2 separate regions of the Mus musculus genome follow, and region 1 is linked to region 2. Evidence: chromatin contacts called from public Hi-C data. All regions are on one chromosome and are shown on one strand. Each heading gives the region's core, a stretch centred on a gene start, on an enhancer-like site or on the middle of the called end of the contact. The rest is flanking DNA. Distances are from core to core; before and after follow the strand shown.

Region 1 (5,228 bases), core at 598-3,097, 190 kb after region 2:
CCTCGGTAGTACATGTTCACAGACAGGCTGCAGCAACTCTGAACCTCTGCCATTCTTATAACCAGTGACCTAGGAGATGAGATGCCATAGGAGGAAGTCTGGACCAGAATGTGGCAGTGCAATACTGTACCAGACATGTCTAACTTGTGCTCCTTGGACTGCCTGCATCCCAAATCACTATAAATGTATCCTCATACATGCACAGACCTCATATCATAATGCCAAAAAAGTTGGGCCCTGTGCAAGTCATCCTAAAATGCACAAGACAGAGGCAGAAGTATGGTAAGTTTAAGGCCAGCATGGGCCCCTAAGGAGACCCACTGCACTTCCATTAACAAAAACATTTAATGTAGTAACCAAGGTTAATGGTGTCAAAGCTCATGATGGCTCCCAGTCAGCTCATGTTACGTTGTTAAACTCCACTCAAGACACATTGAACTATCAAGCTAATTATCAAAACACGGGTTAACACTCCAGAGAGGAAGCTCTGGACCTGAGTTCCTGGAGATGAGGGGGTCAGATTTTTAAGAGCAGGATAAACTTGATTGCCTACAGAATGTCAGACCATGGAGAGAAGCAGCTAAGTCCAGTGTGAGAATCAGAATGTTTACGATGGCAGTTCGTTTTTACACTGTAATACAAGAATGGAAGGGAAGGAATGGGTGAGAGCTTCCTCCCAATAGGGTGGCTGCTACCTCACTACTTTCTTGTGACTTTGGGTATATTGATTATACACATTAGTCGGTGTTCTATATTAAGACATACAGCTATACTAGGTAAAGGCATGCTGAATGAGAATGTAATGGATTTAATAAGGAAAGAGGGGAGAAAATGAAGAAAACATGGATAAGGACAAAGAATGCCTCTAAGGGAGAGTAGGAATTATATAACTACCAAGTGGCAGGACTTCACCACAGCAATCAAGAAAAACCCCAGCGTACCCAGACACAATGGTGCATGGCTATAATCCCCACATCTGGGAGGCTGAGGAAGGAGAGATGCAGCCCCTGTCTCAAAACTCTAAGCACGGAAGGTAGTACAGTGGTAACAATCCCCAGCACAGAAAGAATTAAAGGTTAGGTGGAGAGGAAAGGAAGAGGAAGAAGAAGGTAAATAAAAATCTAGCCGTGAACTGTAGGCAGAGGAGGGAAAGACCACATGCATGGCTAAATCTCCAAATATAGGCTCTCGAGTCGACTTTGTAGCCATCTAAGAGATCTGAATGAAGCAGGTTCATAGCATCCTTCCAGTTCTACTGAAAGACCAAGGAAGGAAGAAGCTTGAAATCAAAGGAGGAGCTAGGGTGACAGGGTAAGGCAACATAGCACTCGAAGGGCTCTAAGAGCTTAAAAGTGGAACCTCAGACTGAGTTCTGGGAAAAACAGAGATAAAAACAACAGTGGAAAATCTACAGTTCTCCAACACTTTCTGAGGGTTGGACAGTGCAATAGGCCTTAGTTATCTCGTTTCTAAATTGAAACTTTGGGGCAAACAGCTCAGACACCCACCCAGGGTCTGCCCAGCCATTTCTTCTGGGCATAACAGCCCCTGAGTATGGGAAATCTCGGTGACAATATGAGGGACTGAAGCAAAAATGGAATGCCTCTGTGACATTCATAATTAAACTTTCATATCTTTTAGGGCTGAAAACAATGCTCAGAGTACAAGCATTACTGGAAATTCATTAAATGAACCTTTTTACCCCCCTGGAGTCAGTGTTTACTACAGTCTTGATTGTTTTAGAAAGAAAACTTTATTAAAGGAAACCAGGAGCATTTCTCCAACTCCACGAGGGCTGCAATAACAGGAAACAAAACTCCTATTTCTGTAGTTGGTCTGATAAGAACTCAATAGTAGACCTTCTGAAGGCCCGTGCTGAGTACTGTTAAAGACATAAATTACTATCTAGTGCACGGTCTTGGCTAGGCCACTTAGATCACGGCTTCTATTTTTGGTGGCAGAGACTCTCATATATCTGTCACTTACTCCAGAAAATGGTAAAAATGGACAAATTGGCAGCGATGAAGTTCTTGCTAACAATGTGGCTGTGGAGCTGCTCCAGAGACAGAACTTGAGTGAGAGAGCAGAGAGAAGCTTACTCAAGAAAAGCAGCTGAAACTGAAGACTGCAGCTGCGGCACTCCCATGAGGACAAGAAATAAGGGGCAAAGATGCTAGAGCACTCTGGGAATGAGAAAAGCATGTCCAGTCTGCTTCCCCAACTGAGCAGTGTGTTCTCTGGAAGCACATGGTGGGATCAGAGAGCTGATAAATGGTGCTGGGGCACTCCGATCTTAAAGTGATGCTTCCACGGAATGCTCTTGATGACGTCATGTGTTTGTAGTGGAAGCGAAGTCACTGCAAGGATTGCTGGTGTTTGTTTACAGTTGAGACTCTGGTGTCATCTCCAGCCCTTTCCCAACCAAGCCTTTTACAGAAACTGTACCCCAGCAGTCTTAGATGAAGGTTTCCTTTGAATAGTCAAGGAAGTGGATGGCCTAACATGGCCTACTTGCTCATTATAAATCTTTGAATTGAAGCATATAGCCAATTGTATTAGAACACATCCCCTCAGCTTTAAACCAGTTACATTGAAATGGCAAGCCTGATCTGAGAGATGCACCTGCTTCTTTTTGAAGTGTAGATCCTCTTTGGTGCCTTTGAAGTAGTCAGGAAAGTCAAGTGAGAAAGCCAGGAGGTTAATTAAGTCACAGGTATCTGAAAACGCATCGTCCAAGTGGTATGGAGATATAGACTCGGGGGCTTCTGTAGGTTGTAGTATGAGGGTTGCTTCAAGATCAAGATCTTCAGCTCCTTAATCATTCCAGCTTCCTTGTTTGCTGGGACATCATGATGTCATCCCTTGTTGACAAGACTCAGAGAAAAGAATTGTTGTACGTAGTTAAGTAAACAGCTATGAAATGTTGCTAAGACCATTCAAGTAGCAGAGAGGGTGGGTTATGTGCCTTTGTCTAATATCATAGATACAACTATCAACAAACTGGCAGGGTGTGAAATACGATGCCATAGTCTAGGCTCCACCCACAAAGCAGTCAAGTACTGACTTTTCTCTAGTCCTTTGCCTTTTTCACAGCTGAAGCCTACATTTATCTGTAAATTTACACCCAGGTTTTATCTCATTTTAAAGCACAAGCATGTCTCTAATGCTAGGTTGTGCTTGAAGACAGGAGCCTAGCATGGATGTCCTTTGAGAGGCTCTGCCAGCAGCTGACTGAGACAGATGCAGAGACTCACAGGCAAGCATTGGAGTGAGGTTGAGGATCCCCTATGGAAGAGTTAGGGGAAGGATTGAAGGAGCTGAAGGGGATGGTGACCCCATAGGAAGAACAGAGCTCCCAGAGACTAAGACACCAATCAAAGAGCTGGTCTGAGGCCACATATGTAGCAGAGAACTGCCTTGTCTGGCCTTAGTGAGAGAGGATGGGCCTAATCCTACACAGACTTGATGCTCCAGGGAGGGGAGATGCCAGGGAGGGCCACCCTCAGAGGCAAAGGGGAGGGGGAAGGGGAGGGGGGGGAATAATTTTGTGACAGGGAACTGAGAGGGGTGCAACATTAGGGATGTTAGGTAAATAAAATTATTAATAATTAGAAACATAAATATGCCTTATGTTATTAAAATGCTATGTGAACGTATTTTCCCCGAAGAGCCCCTCCTTCCCAGTGGGTAGGTAAACTGTAACACAGTAAGTTTGTTTGGTATTGTTATGATTTGTATCAGAACTATCCCCCATAAGGTTCATGTTTTGAATGCTGTCACTCATTGCTATTTGTGTGTAGGGGGGAGGGAGTGGACAGGTGAGGCTGGTGAACTTTTAGGAGATGAAGCTACACTGCAGAAAATAATCACTAGGGCTCAACATTTAAGGACTATCACCTTCTTGGCCTTATGTCCCCTCCCTCTCTCCCTTCTCATCCACTGAAATATGAACAGCTGTCTATGAAATGCTCTTACTGCCATGATCTCTCCAAACACATGGAGCCAACCAGCTCTGAGGCAAAAGAGCCAAAAGAACCATGAGGCAAAATAAGTCCTTCCTTTCTTATATGGTTTACATCAGATATTTTTGCCACAAAAGTAACTAATATTGTAGTGGTTTTATTATAAATAATTTTGCACAAAATTCATTCCCAGCAATTCTCTTTTATTATTATTATTTTTTCAACAGACTGGAGTAAAATGGCATGGTCAGAAGTATATATAATTTATCTGGCATTTATGACATTTATTGTCACACTGCTAGCAAGAAAGATTATCCTAGTCTATCCCCAATAAAAATTTATGAACATATGAGATGTGTACTTATGTTTTTTTTTTTTTTAGGTTGTGGTGCCAGAAGAGTTGATCCTTATGGCAAACATAATGTATTAAAGAAAAAAGTTAAAATATGTCCGTTTAGGATACAATGAAGGGGAAAGCACCTTTAAATTACAAATAAATAATGTGAATTTTAAAAGTACCTGTGAAATTTGTGGCACAAAAAACATTGCAGCCAGTTTTACAACCTCCATTTCTTTAATAATAAAAATAATCCCTTATATTTTCAGCCAGCTAACAGTTGCCAAATGCTCTATTAAATCACTCTTATTAATCACCATGAACTTTAGCAAATTCTTCTGAGATAACTCAGGACCTGTAGAAGCTTTCAAATGCAGGCACATTAAACACACACACACACACACACACACACACATACACACACAAAACACACACATATACACACACATATACACACACATACACACACACACAGACACACAAATACACACACACCACGATTGCCCTTCACTGTAAATTTACTTTCTTTATTAGTTTTAAAATTTATACTCTTCGCTGGGCAGCAGTGGCACATGCCTTTAATCCCAGCATTTGCGAGGCAGACGCAGGCAGATTTCTGAGTTCGAGGCCAGCCTGGTCTACAGAGTGAGTTCCCAGACAGCCAGGGCTACAGAGAAAAACTCTATCTTGAAAAATAAACAAAAACAAAACCACCACCACCACCAACAACAACAGCAACACATTATACTCTACAAGACATATCTCTCTTCCAGGTAAAGATAAGTCCCATGGTACGATGACTTTACTTGCATCTAGTCTAGGAAGACAGTCCCAAGAGAGAGGCGGCACAGTGTCTGTATGCGTCTGTGTCTTTGTTTCATGTCGGCATAATATGTAAGTAAGAGAGTCTACTGCACTTCCCCAGCATA
Region 2 (5,342 bases), core at 2,650-5,149:
GCATAGCATAAGTGGTATGAAACTTTCTGGCCTGGGAAGTGAAACAGTTGGGAGAGTGCTTGTATTTTGAAGCAAAGGGACCCGAGTTTGGGTTACTCGGCTTTCCTGTGGTGACTAGGCTTGGCGGTTCCTGCTTGTAGCCTTCGTTCTGTGGGCCAGAGACAGGTAGGTCCCGGGGATCTTGCTGGTCAGCCATCCTAGCCAAGGGGTGAGATTCGGCGGGTTCAGTAAGAAACCGTGGTCAATGATGAATAACGTGGAGAGTGATCAAGGAAGACACTAGATACCACCTCTAACCTCTACCTACGCACACGCACGCATGCACACACACACACACACACACACACACACGCGACACACATATAAACACACACTTCCTAAAATTATTCATGTAGAAGAAACAATTTTGCTTAACATCAAAATATTTTTTGAAAGTCTACCCATGGCACCCAAATCTGGCAAAGCAAAGGAACAAAGCAAACAAACAAACAAAAGTGTGAAAGAGATTTCCTGGTGACTGAGCTTCAGGATGCCAGGTCAGAAAGTCTGACACAACCTTTTAAACTAAATGTAAGACATACTTCATACTTTTTCTTTTTTTTTTTTAATGCATTGGATGAATTGATTCAGGCTATCTCATTTCCGGTGGGATAGTAACCATTATTTTCTTTGGATTAAAGGGAGAAAGAAACTTTGTCTCCCTCCTCACAGCTCCCGCGTGCATGCAGTGGGGCCTGGGCACAAGGACTGTAATGGACGGCATTTCATTGTATATAGCGTAGTCACCATCCTAGGCTTAAAGCAGGCTTAGTGTCTGCATAGCTTCGCCTTGCCCACAAACAAGCTAATTGCCACTCGTGTCCAGCAACCACACGGCAACTCTTCTCTTCCCTGAGCAAAATCTCACTCCAAATTTATTGGCTTGGCAAAGTTGCAAGTTTTGTTACGCAAAAGCTGAGAGAGACCAAAGTCGAGGAGTGCTAAAAACAGTACACTCTGCTACTGTGTAGTCTCTGTATTTGAGGCTCAGGGTGTTTTATTTATAGCTATCTATTAATATGCAGCCAAAGATACAGAAAAGAAAAACATAAAAACAACTTTATCAGGCAGTTTCCCCGCATTTCAAGGGTACATCTTAAGCAGGAACAGTAAGGCCAGCTGGGAGCTGTTGTGTGGCAGGGAAAAACCATTTTCCTTGCCACTGTTCAGGGTGATGGGCTGCAAAGAGCATTTCCCTGGGAACTGTTTTGAGAAGTGGGATGGACTCAGGGAAGGCACCTTCTATCCCCCATCCCCTGTAGTTATAAAACTTCCTTACATGTTTAGCCCTTTAGAGTCTTTAGCCTCTCTAATAGTAATACCTTAAGTGGAGGTGGGTAGGGCCATCCAGCTTGTCAAACTGGTTTGCTGCCCTCCTCTCTCCTCCCCCTGCTACTTGGCAAAAATTGTATCTGGTGAAGCTGCCCAAAGTAGCCTAGAGCTTCCTTCTCTGGGCTTGAATGAGGGTTCTTCCTTCCTTTCATGGGAAGACAAGGGAGTTAGGGGGCAGCTGTAAGGGACAGATGTGGAGAGATGGGCAGGAGGCAGAGCCTACATAAAAAAGGAGGCATAGGTGCCCATGCATGTACACAATACATATATACACAGAGGCCTAGAGAATTCAGGATAAAACATAAAAGGTAGGATTATACCTGGAAAGATGGGACCCTCCCAGGGCTAAGATCTTGTTTTTATTTGGGGTTTGCTATCACGGAGCTTTAGAAGAAGCTCAGAGTGGATGGCTGCCGAGGTTTGCATTTTACTTCTGAGTGTATGTTCAGAGTGGCACAGGTACACAAGAAGGGAGTGGGTAGTAGAAAAACACCTGGACAGTTCTCCTTTGCTTTCCTTCTCTCCCTGATGCTGTGGCCATCGCTATCTGCAGAGGTCCCTCAGCTGAAGGATGATGGCTCAGGCTAGACACTGGGGATGCCTTCCAGAACTGGGTTGGGCATTTCCGGGGTGGAGCTGAGGACAGGTTGGTCCTGACAGTTGCCAGTGTTTGGCCAAATTGGCCAGGAGGTCAGAAAGGGGTGTGGGGGGGAGGGGAGTACTTGTTTTCCCACTCACCTTTCTCTTGCTGGTGGGAAACTTGGGCTTTGGACCTTCCGGTGACATCAGCTCTCCTCTCCTCCAGGTCCCCTGAGGAGCTGGGGTGGGATGAGCTGGCTTCCTGTTGGGGCCCAGGTCTAGGGGCAGTTGTCACCTCCTGGCCCCCACCCTCAGGGGTTGGGCTGAGGTAAGCAAAGCAGAGGCAGAGGCTTACCAGTGGCCCTGGGCCTCGGGTGTGGGTGTGGGAGGGATGCTGGTTCCTGCTTCTTCAATGTCTCCAGCTCTTAGTCCAGAGTCTCCTAAGGGACAGAGTTCTTAGTGACCTAAAGCTGCTGCTGCTGCTGCTGCTGCTGCTGCTGTGTCTCCCCTACTGAGATTCCCAGAGAGGTCACTAGGCCTAAGCATGTCTCTGTCCACAGCGTGGGTATTGCTATCAAGTCTGCCTTTTGATTGTAGAGGTGAAGAAATAAATGGTTGCATGGACTGGATTGAGTCTATTTTGGCCTCTACTCCCAGGGAAAACTGAAGTCAAACAAGACGGGATGAAGAAGGGACCTTTGTGGTAGCATCCTAGGGAAACCACTCTGCGTGGATCCTGTGTGTTGTTTCCAGCTTATGGGCATTCCGGGAGCTTGTTGAAAAAAGCCAACGTGTTTTCTGTGTGTTTTGCTTTATTCATGAAGACATGTTGTCACTTGTGCCTTAATAACCCATGGACACCTGGGGGAGGGAGTCTTTCATGGTAAAATAGACAGGAAACTGTTTGGAAAATGTAAACACGTTATTAAAGGGTGAGGTATGATCTGATGCACATATTCAGCATCGGCAGTCCTTCCCTCCCCACACCCCCCTTGTAGCTTTCTAATCAAGCACAGACCGCAGGTTTGCCCGAGTAAAGAAGCAAAGTGATGTGGAGGAGACTCTGGAAAGTCGGGGAAGGGAATAATGGAATGCCCTGAAGCCACCTCTCTTTAGTATGTGAGGCGCCCCTTCTCTGCCTGGCCACAGCTTGTTACTAATCATTTAGAAGCCGAGGCTTTAGTTGTTTTATCTTATTAAAGCATAAGCCCCTGCAGCTCTCCATCTCCCCCTGGCGGTCGTCTCTGCCATTTCTCAAGATCCTTCGCGATAGCAGCAATTCCCAGGGAGAGGCTGGGCACAAGAAATATTGGAGGGCGAGTGTGTGTGTGTGTGTGTGTGTGTGTGTGTGTGTGTGTGTGTGTACGTGTACTTCTGATCGGCGATACTAGGGAGATAAGGATGTACCTGACAAAACCACATTGTTGTTGTTATCATTATTATTTAGTTTTCCTTCCTTGCTAACTCCTGACGGAATCTTTCTCACCTCAAATGCGAAGTACTTTAGTTTAGAAAAGACTTGGTGGAAGGGGTGGTGGTGGAAAAGTAGGGTGATCTTCCAAACTAATCTGGTTCCCCGCCCGCCCCAGTAGCTGGGATTCAAGAGCGAAGAGTGGGGATCGTCCCCTTGTTTGATCAGAAAGACATAAAAGGAAAATCAAGTGAACAATGATCAGCCCCACCTCCACCCCACCCCCCTGCGCGCGCACAATACAATCTATTTAATTGTACTTCATACTTTTCATTCCAATGGGGTGACTTTGCTTCTGGAGAAACTCTTGATTCTTGAACTCTGGGGCTGGCAGCTAGCAAAAGGGGAAGCGGGCTGCTGCTCTCTGCAGGTTCTGCAGCGGTCTCTGTCTAGTGGGTGTTTTCTTTTTCTTAGCCCTGCCCCTGGATTGTCAGACGGCGGGCGTCTGCCTCTGAAGTTAGCCGTGATTTCCTCTAGAGCCGGGTCTTATCTCTGGCTGCACGTTGCCTGTGGGTGACTAATCACACAATAACATTGTTTAGGGCTGGAATAAAGTCAGAGCTGTTTACCCCCACTCTATAGGGGTTCAATATAAAAAGGCGGCGGAGAACTGTCCGAGTCAGAAGCGTTCCTGCACCGGCGCTGAGAGCCTGACCCGGTCTGCTCCGCTGTCCTTGCGCGCTGCCTCCCGGCTGCCCGCGACGCTTTCGCCCCAGTGGAAGGGCCACTTGCTGAGGACCGCGCTGAGATCTAAAAAAAAAACAAAAAACAAAAAACAAAAAAACCCAGAGGCGATCAGAGCGACCAGACACCGTCCTCTTCGTTTTGCATTGAGTTCCATTTGCAACCGAGTTTTCTTTTTTTCCTTTTTCCCCACTCTTCTGACCCCTTTGCAGAATGGATTATTTTCCCGTGATCTTCTCTCTGCTGTTCGTGACTTTCCAAGGAGCTCCAGAAACAGGTAGGCGCCACTTGCGAATCTTTCTACTTCAGCGCAGCGCAGTTATCGCTTCTGTTTTCCACTTTTCTTTCTTTCTTTTCTTTCATTCTTTCCTTTTTATTTATTTTTTTAATTACTGAAGCTCCAGCAGCAAGTGCCTTACAATTAATTAACTTCTGTGTGAAGCGAAAGAAATAAAACCCCTGTTTGAATACAACTGACTACAACCGAGTATCGCATAGCTTCAAAATAACGTTGTAGCAGTACAGCTGAAGCAAAAATCTATTTTGAAATAAGTGTGTTTAGGGTTGCACGGTTCATTTAGGGGCTTATTCAAACGTTGTCTTGATAGTGCGCTAATGTGTAAAATATTGAAACACTCCAACTTAAAGCCAAGGAATTTTATTCGGGTCATGCAGGCACACCGTGAGCAGGGAAATCACCTGCCGATCAACCATGCGCTGAATAACCCCGCAGGCGGTTTCAGGGCGAAGCACATGCTTTCTTTAAAATTTGTCACTATTGACTTAAGGTTTCATTTGGCAGGTTTTTGGCATCTTCAAACACTGTGAGCTCTATTGCAGTTGTATTCACCTGTCCTGGGAGGGGAGCCGGGATCATTCCTGCCTGATTAAGGAATTAGACAGTACGGGCCACAGCTGGTTCTTTTCTCCTCCCATCCTGTTTTTTGAGGGTCAGTGCCCTCTTTTTGTCTTTTCATGACCCTAAGCAAAGAGAAAGGATGTCAAAAGGGTGAAAGCCCTGGAATGTGTCTGATCGTTTGGAATGAACAAAATCGAGCAGATAAACTGCGCGGCGATGCTGTGTTGGGCCAGAGGGAGGTGTCAAGTCCCACAGCAAGCTGTGCTGCCCAAAGATTCTGAATTCTGAACCCACGGGGTACTTTCCCTGGGTTCCCTGAGCAGCTGTACCTTCTCTTCCGTCAGTGGCAACTTGTCTCCCACCTGAAGTGAATATTGT

What was found. A called contact is a pair of places that touch in the nucleus more often than the background predicts.
Region 1: a contact with region 2 is called in a Hi-C map of uterus, with 4 times the contacts expected there. The contact joins the enhancer-like site here to the promoter of Edn1 in region 2. A contact is called at or near these places in 6 of 39 promoter capture datasets (the 3T3-L1 cell line, the SN4741 cell line, hippocampal neurons and 2 more), 2 of 15 datasets of contacts at CTCF or cohesin (both in the NIH/3T3 cell line), 7 of 484 Hi-C or Micro-C datasets (the HPC-7 cell line, embryonic fibroblasts, liver and 2 more), 6 of 115 datasets of contacts at active chromatin or transcription factors (bone marrow-derived macrophages, cardiomyocytes, embryonic stem cells and 2 more) and 2 of 9 other capture datasets (adipose tissue and macrophages).

What each region holds. Positions count from the first base shown.
Region 1 is chr13:42,492,349-42,497,576 of GRCm38.p6, forward strand. No RefSeq gene overlaps it. Among named protein-coding and RNA genes, the nearest start is that of Gm32833, 92 kb to the left of the region's middle. Within about 2 kb of position 1,848, at least 5 of the 459 cell types and tissues checked have an H3K27ac peak or open chromatin away from gene starts, as enhancers often do. A contact at or near this core is called in uterus, where this site is marked.
Region 2 is chr13:42,297,577-42,302,918 of GRCm38.p6, forward strand. It overlaps Edn1 (endothelin 1), which reads left to right and starts at 3,900. Exons shown (of 5, transcript NM_010104.4): 1 at 3,900-4,382. The coding sequence starts at 4,319.